Regions from separate parts of the Macaca mulatta genome. Here region 2 is linked to region 1. A link is a contact called in public Hi-C data. All regions are on one chromosome and are shown on one strand. Each heading gives the region's core, a stretch centred on a gene start, on an enhancer-like site or on the middle of the called end of the contact. The rest is flanking DNA. Distances are from core to core; before and after follow the strand shown.

Region 1 (4,018 bases), core at 1,352-3,851:
GTGCTTACCAAATTTTGCTTGTTCTTCTCCAGCTTTTTCTACTTCCTCCAAAGCCAGCTCTACTTCTTGAGCTTTCATCTAAACATTTAAAAAAAGTTTATTTCAATATGCCTTTAAACTGGAATGTAAGCACTGAAAATAAAAATTTTGTTTTCTTATGCTCATTAGTGCCAGCAATGGCTGGCACATGGAGACTTTCAGTAAATATTTGTTGAATGAATAAATAATTTTTTCTCTCCTTTTTTTTCGCTTTTGAAATAGGGCCTCACTTTGTCACCCAGGCTGGAGTGCAGTGGCACAATCTCAGCTTACTGCAACCTCTGCCTCCTGGGCTCAAGCAATCTTCCCATCTCAGTCTCCTGAGTAGCTGGGACTACAGGTGCATGCCATTATGCTCAGCGTGCCATCATGCTCGGCATGCCATCATGCTTGGTGTGCCATCATGCTCAGCAAATTTTTTCGTAGAGGCAAGGTCTCACTATATTATCCAGGCTGGTCTCCAACTCCCAGCCTCAGGCAATCCTCCTGCCTTGGCCTCCCAAAGTGCTGGGATTATAGACGTGAGCCACCATGCCAGGCAATTTTCTTACTTAAGACGACAATTTCTAGATTTTTAATAGCATGAAACATTTTTGATTCTCCCTTTTACCTCAAGTCCTCAAGTCTTATATCCAGTAAAGCAACATATCTCTTTGTAATGTTTTTCCACTACTTTTTTTCTGTTCCAATTGCTATTATTCTAATGCATAATTTCAGGTTTAAACTCCTCTATAATGTGATGTTTGCAAAGCTCCGATTTCCTTCAGTTTGTCCTATATAATAGACTCAGTTTTGCCTTCCTAAGGCCTATTTTTGTACCTATCAACTGTGGTTCGAAAACGCCTTCTCAATTGCTGACAGCATAAAATACACCTTTAATGACCTCAAGAACCTATCTCAAAGTACCTACCCAAGATTTGTTTTCTCTACAGCCTGCTACAAACTTGCTGCACCGCATTTCCTCAAATGTAAAGAATAAACTTATTTCCTATCCTCAATATTTATTTATGGTAACCAACAGCTCTAGAATTCCCTTACTATCTTACCACTGCATTACCTTCCACTTACCTAAAACTACTCCTCAGTATTCATCCTCTGTGAAGTCTTCTGACACCTCTTAGATCACTTCCCCTCTTAACAAATCCCTATAGCAGTCATTGTCTGCATTTGTCATTTGGACCTCAGGATATATTTCCTTATGTTATTTTTCAACATACTCATTCTATTTCCCCTACATACCCTTTTAGAAACTTTAAGTAGAAACTAGCAATGTTTTACATACTAAAATACTTAATCTACATTTAAATATATTGCACTTTTGAGGGGTGATGTAGATATTACCAAGTATTTTCACAAAGATTACTTTATATAAGAACAGATTTTTATAGTTCCTCTAATAGCCAAACCTATCATTAAAACCTACTACATACAAACCTTCATTAGTGACTGAGTAATTCTGAAAAGGTGTATCACATTTTCTTGCTTTTCACTTTTTAGCTCATTTACTTCCACCTAAGTAAACAGAAAAGCAACTGTTTTATATTTTATAACCTTTAAGCAAAATATAAGAACTCTTCCAGATTGTGACAATTAATAGTTGTTTCTGAAAAAAAAATTCATATTTTATTAATAATCATAAGTTAATGTATATATCTATTATTATTGACCAAGTAAGCACCTTGGATAAGGAAATCAATAAATTATCTGCCAGTTCTTCTTGACGGGGCAGGTCATCTGGGTCAACTTTCATTATTTCTTTCCAGTTTATATTAGGTGGCATCTTGAATTCTTTCACTGTGCTCCACCTCTGTAACAAAACAGGTGGATATTAGCATTTTCAAGGTACACAGCATTATTGGTTTTCTAATAGCCTACATTTTTTGCAGATTATTTCATTATAACTTTCTTATGTTAGCAAAGAACTATGCCTTAGCCACAAAACAGACAAGTGGGCAAAATAGCCTTGATCAAAAATAGCAGTCGGCACAAACTGTCAGAGAGTGTACCGGCTAAATAAAATGTGACGGCTTCCTTGCTAACACTAATATAAGTTAGGACTAAGATTTCTGGGTCCCTTCCTCCACACCGCCTACCCACAACGCGCGCGAACACCCTAATCTTGGCAAGCGCGAGGGTCTGTGGAAGGCTGACAATGATCCTTGATTTGGAGAAGCAGAATTGGGGCTGGAAAAAAAAAAAAAAAAAGAAGCAGAAATTAACAATTGGAATGAGTGAAGTTGTGCGGCGGAAACCGGAACCGAAGTAAGGCAGGATTACGGACCCGAGGCTGGAAGGGACGGGGTAGCTGCGCTGCGGCACACGGGCCCTAAGGCTAAAGAACCTGAACGTGGAGTGACTCGCTGATCCTGCTTACAGGGATCCACCCACCTACACCAAGCCTGGCAACCAGCGGAGGTCCCTCACTACCACAACCACCAAGCTGGACAGATCCCTATCGCGGTTCCACGCGGACTCTGGGTCCAGCCAAATGGTCCCCAAGGAAGCCAAAGCGGCAGCGGCTGCTAAGCGACACCATCCCTAACTCCGCCGGGGCCAGAAGAAGATCCCGGATGCAAAGAGAGCCTACAATTCACGACCGTGGGTGATGCTTTACGTTTAGATTCTCCGCCGGAGTCCCAGGACTCGGTGTTCAGGATGATGAGAAGGCGTGGAACGAGGACTCCAAATCCCAGAGTGCAGATGTGCCTGAGGTTTGTGCATGCTGGGAACTGAAGTCCCTGAGAAGAGGAGATAAGGCGCTCCCGGCGTGCAACGCGGAAGGCTGCGACGGTACCGGGGCGGCGGGGAAGGACCGAGAGGCGGGAGGCGCAGTGGCTGAGGCGCCTACGAGCTGGTGGCCTGAACGAGGTAGACCATGACTGTGGCTTTAGTGGCGTCACTCGCTGGGCCGCTCTTCATGAGGTTTTCCTAAGCCATCCCCTGGCGGAACCGCTTCCAGGTGAGGTCGAGCTGTGGGTCAGCGTATCAGGAGGAGTTGAGGGCAGCAGTCTGGGTTAGAGAAGCTTCTGCTATTGGGGCCGTAGGGCCTGGCCCCATTCTGAAAAAGTGGAAACACCCTGCCTTCTCTTCAGGCGTTTGCAGGCGGCGTCCAAGGTAGTGCCTTCTGTAAGAAGGAAAAAACAAAAAGTTTTAGCCTTGTTTAGTATCAGAATCTTTCTTGGTAGAGTGAGAGCCGCGCAGCCGTGATCCTCGTTTGGGGGCGAGCGAAGAATTGACAAGAGGTCTCGGCATCCTCTGACCCCGCCAGCCTTACCTGTAGCACCATTCCCTTCGCAGATGGTGGGACTTGATGGTTGTGGAGCTAGTATAAAGGGAAGGCTCTAGAGAGGAGAGGTTAGTGCTTGTCCGGGCCACTGCCGGGGGTGGAGAGAGAAGGTACCCGAGGACTCACCTGTACTATTGTCACTGCTTGGTTACCTAGGGTGTCCTTCCATGAAAGCGCCTTCTCTGGTGTTTACCACGCTTACTTGTGCAAGTTTTGCTCATCTGCTCATAGCCATACTGGAGTGCGATACACCTCTAACTAACTTTCCTAAGAAGCTGTAGATTTAAATCTAAATGACATTTCCAACTATCTGTACCAGTGCTTCTCATCTTTCTTTTTTTTTTTTTTTAACGCTGCTTTAAAAAAAATTTTACTATACTTGATGGTAAATTTTCCTTTCGAAAATAAGTAATGAATTTCTTTTTAAACTCCCAATTTGGGTAAAATAAATAGCTCAGTACAAAATAAAAATATACTGGTTTTGTGAGATAAATTTTAAAGACATTAGTTAGATTTATAGGAATGACAATTTTACTACTTTTCTGAAAGATTTTATGCCAAATACTATTCATTATCTTGTTTATTCTTCCTTACAATCCAGTGAAATAGGTGCTTACGTTGTCCTCATTTTCCATCTAAGTTAAGAAACTGAGGTTTGGAGAAGCTAAGTACTCTAACTTAAATAGTGTGATT
Region 2 (4,110 bases), core at 183-2,682, 1.4 Mb after region 1:
TTAAAAACGCCAGCAGCAGGCAGCTCTTGCCTGCCCAAGTCCACCTCACCGCCATCCGGATTCTCAGGGCTGGGGCGCAGACGCAGCCACCCAGCCACCATGCAGGGGAAGGGCGGCGGAACCCACAGCTCGAGCTCAGGTACTTCCCGGCAGGTTCTTCCTTTCATGCAGGCGCTGGGCTTCTTTCCAGCCACCCGGGCTTTCCAGGGGTCACCTGAGCCCTCTCGGTCCTCGGCCTCCGGCACGGCCCAACTCCTCTCTCCCCACTTCCTCCTGCTCGGCTCACAACTTTTCACGAACTCTCCAGCCAACACCCCACCCTCCCCGGGCCCAGGACAAACCCCTCCCCTGCCCACTCACTCCTCCTGGTGGTTAGTTTGCGAAAGTCGTCCGCCAGGCCTGGACTGCTGGATACGTACGAGACTCTTGGCCGGGCCGGGGGCCGGGATGGCCGGGGGCCGGGATGGCCGAGGGGGCCCCAGCTGCGCCCCGCCGCGCTGGGCCCTCGTCTCCGGGTGCTCTCAACCCCCATACAGGCCCCTAGCCGTTCTTCTAGGGACCCTGCCCGGACAGGAGGAAAGGTTTCCGGCCCGTGGAACTTTTGTCTCATTACAAAAGCAAAACAAGAATAAGACTTACCGAGTTGCTTGCCGTTGGGGCTGAAGTCCAAGGAGGTGATCGCAGCTTTGTGGCCTTTGAAATAACGCTCCAGAACGGGGTCCTCCTGGAAAGGAAAGTCGTCAAGTTTTGAAAGCCGCCGCAGACCTCGAATTCTGGGGGCCGGGATCGACGCTGCCACTCCCCCGGAGTCCGGCCTGGGAATGGCCACCCAGGCGGCGGCTTGGCTGGGCGGCGGAGCCGGGCAGCAGCCCACCCACGGGCGCGGCGCCCAGTCCGGCTACAGGGAGACGCCGGCGCCAGCTCTCCCCGCAGGGCCGGTAAAACGCTCTGTTCGCGCTCCCCAGAGTCCAGCGCATCTTAGGAGCCGCGGCCCCTTTGACATGCACGTTCCCGGGCCCCGCCCGCTGGCACAGGGCAGGCAGGTGCTAGGATGCGCCTCGGCTTTGGTACTTTTTTTTTTTTTAAAAAATACTTCCCAGGTGATTCTGACGTAGGCGCTCCACGGAAACCCTCCAAGAATTCTGGGGGCCGTGGGACCGCCCGGCTCAGTCCGGAGCTCCGGAACTCGGGGAAGAGCGCCCGTGAGCTGGGTCTGGTTTCTGCACTCCGTCCGCCCCGGTGGCAGAGAGTGAGATACGGACGCCCCGGGACGAGGGGCTCAGGACCCGGCTGCGGACACCTGCCTCCATCTCCCGTCAGGTGCGGGTTCGGCCCGGACCTGGCTCCGCAGCCGGCGGGACAGGCTCCGGGGAGGGATCCCCCCGCACTTCCAACCCGTTCTTACCGTGGCTGAGGCCATCGGGGGGGAGTGGTCCGCCCCAGGCTCCTGCGGGTGGGGGAACCCGGGGAGGGGAGGGGAGGGGATGGGGCAGGAGAGGGGACCGTGCGGCTCCCGGAACCGTCTGCCCAGAGCGGCAGCGCCTCCCGGTCACTACAACAACGGCGGCCCAGTCAAACCCCGCGCTCCAAGCATGGCTAGCCGAGCCCCGAGACACCGCCAGCCCTGTAAAGAGCGGACGGGAGGGGTGCTCCGGTTCAGTTGTGGCTACACACCAAAGCCATGTTTACTAACACTCGCGTTCCCTGTGGTTTGACGTCAGGAAGCGGGATAGTAACCAGGACGGGAATAAGAGCGATGAATGGAAGGGAGTTGTGAGCCTGTGATCGATGCAATCAGAGTTCTATTATGTTTTAAAGAGACAGCACCCGTGACGTTTAAGGTAATCCCCTACCGCTTATTTTGTTGACGTAAAGCTTTGAAGTGGGGCAGCTTGCTAGTTATTAATATACTAAAAGGAACTAAATCCCCGGAGGGCGGATTTGAATTTATTTAACCACTGTTTTTCCACACAGTGCCCTGCGGGATATTGATATAGATGCTGGATGTGCGTGATGAATGAATGAGTGAATGAATAAATGTCGTGCATACAGTTAATAATGTTCTGCGATATGTTTCCAATCTCATTTGCTGATTTGCGTATACCTTAGAGCACTAAACTTTTTGGAAACATGGTTTTTGGTTTTTTTTTTGTTGTTGTTGTTGTTGTTATGAGACCACCTTTCTACAGCAGACTTTGTCACACATAGTATCATTTGTGCTTCAGTCAAACAATGTAGTTGGTAGAATTACAAAATGTTTTCAATGTTTCCAAGTTATAAACTTGATTCCTAGATATTGGTCTTAGAGGTCACACAGGCAGTTCTTCTAATTCCAAGTCCATATCCTTTTTTTTTTTTTTAACCCTGCCTCAAAGTGTGTTCTGAGCTGAAAATTACATATAGTGTAAAGATCCTTAGCTACATCAAAAGGCATGATAGAGCACAGCTGGTAAGATATGTGTTTTATGCAAATGAAAGGTATGCTACACACCTTAATTACAGATTCCCTAGTTGTCTAGTGATTGAGTTTAATTTTATTAAATATGGTACTTAACAACTAAACAGGTAGGCTTTAGATTACAGTGTTAGTTAATTTAAGTATACACTTGTTAAATATCTGTTGTATGTTTGGCCTTGAGGGACACAATGATGACTAAGATATTTCCCCTACCTTCAAGAACTCAGCAATCTAGGGTTGATGAGTCTCATGCTTTAGCATTTCTAATGTTGATTTGGGGGCCCCATTTCCAGAGATGCTGAATCAACATATACAAGGTGGGATCCAGGGCCCTTCTGATGTAACAAGCTCCATAGATGATTACTATGGGAGTCTCAGCTGTCTATGTTGAGAAACACTACATTAGTCTAGGAGATGATATGTTGAGAGTGTTGATACCAGCAACTTGTCAGCAAACTGTTGCAGGACTCTTAGTTTTGCTACATATTCCCAGTTTAGGCTTGACTTATTTTAAAAGCCTGCCAAATATATTTAAAAATTATTTTTAAATAATGCTGGATACTGGTGGGAATGTAAAATGATGTAGCTCTGTTAAAAAAATTTTCAGTTCCTCAAAAAGTTAAACCTAAAATTACCTTATAATCCAGCAATCTCACTGCTAGGTATATCCCATAAGTATTGAAAGCAGAGACTCCAACAGATGCCAGTGTTCAAAGCAAGCATTATTTACAATAGCCAAAAAGTGGATACAATCCAAGTATCCAACAGATGAATGGATAAACAAAATGTGTGTGATATATACATATAAGGAAATATTATCCTGCCATAAAAAGAAATGAAATTCTGATACAAGCTACAACATGGATGAACCTTGAAAACATTTTGCTAAGTGAATAAGCCAAACACAAAGGAGCATATTGTATGATTCCACTCATATGAGGTACCTAGAATAGGTGAATTCGTAAGGACAGAAAGTCGAATAGAGGTTACTAGGGCTGGGGGTAAGGGAGACTGGGGAGTTACTGTTGAATGGGTGCAGAGTTTCTGTTTGGGATGATGAAGTTCTGGAAATAGATAGTGGTGATGTTTGCACAACATTGTGAATGTACTTAATGCCAGTGAATTGTACACCTAAAAATGGGTAAAGTGGTAAATTTCATTACAAGTTTTTCACCACAATAATAAAATAATAATACCAGAAGCTGAAGAGTAATCAGGACCTCAGTATTACTCATAGCCATGTTGTATCTAATATTGGGCAGAGCAGAAGCAGAAAAAGGAAGAAGTTGGAGATTTAGAAACTAGCTCAAAAGAAAAAAAAGTATAGATTTTTATTTAACTGTTTTAGTAAAAGTTTAGTTTTTACTTTTTTTCTCAGTGATCAGGAAACACATGTTTTAAATTTAAAAGATGGGAGGGAAACTACCTATTACTACTATCACCTAACGTTTATCTTAAAAAATTTGTCACCTACTGATATGGTTTGGATTTGTGTCCCCACCGAAATCTCACGGAGGATTGTAATCCCCAGTGTTGGAAGAGGGGCCTGGTGGGAGGTGATTGGATCACAGGGGTGGATTTCCCCCTTGCTGTTCTGAGTGAGTTATCATGAGATCTGGTTGTTTAAAAGTGTGTAGCACTTCCCCCTTTGC

The links. Hi-C and Micro-C count contacts between places; a contact is called where the count stands out from the background.
Region 2: a contact with region 1 is called in a Hi-C map of fetal cortex germinal zone, with 2.5 times the contacts expected there. The contact joins the promoter of POC1B here to the promoter of CEP290 in region 1. A contact is called at or near these places in 2 of 14 Hi-C or Micro-C datasets (fetal cortex germinal zone and fetal cortical plate).

The regions. Positions count from the first base shown.
Region 1 is chr11:95,386,800-95,390,817 of T2T-MMU8v2.0, forward strand. CEP290 (centrosomal protein 290) reads right to left here and starts at 2,602. Exons shown (of 53, transcript XM_077953219.1): 1 at 2,428-2,602; 2 at 1,718-1,846; 3 at 9-78. The coding sequence starts at 1,819. TMTC3 (transmembrane O-mannosyltransferase targeting cadherins 3) reads left to right here and starts at 2,817. Exons shown (of 14, transcript XM_015152434.3): 1 at 2,817-2,998.
Region 2 is chr11:96,802,761-96,806,870 of T2T-MMU8v2.0, forward strand. POC1B (POC1 centriolar protein B) reads right to left here and starts at 1,433. Exons shown (of 12, transcript NM_001261628.1): 1 at 1,406-1,433; 2 at 640-724. The coding sequence starts at 1,420. GALNT4 (polypeptide N-acetylgalactosaminyltransferase 4) reads right to left here and starts at 303. Exons shown (of 1, transcript NM_001194761.2): 1 at 1-303. The coding sequence starts at 55. It overlaps LOC107000962 (a long non-coding RNA gene), which reads left to right and starts at 1,033. Exons shown (of 4, transcript XR_003720735.2): 1 at 1,033-1,320; 2 at 1,722-1,841.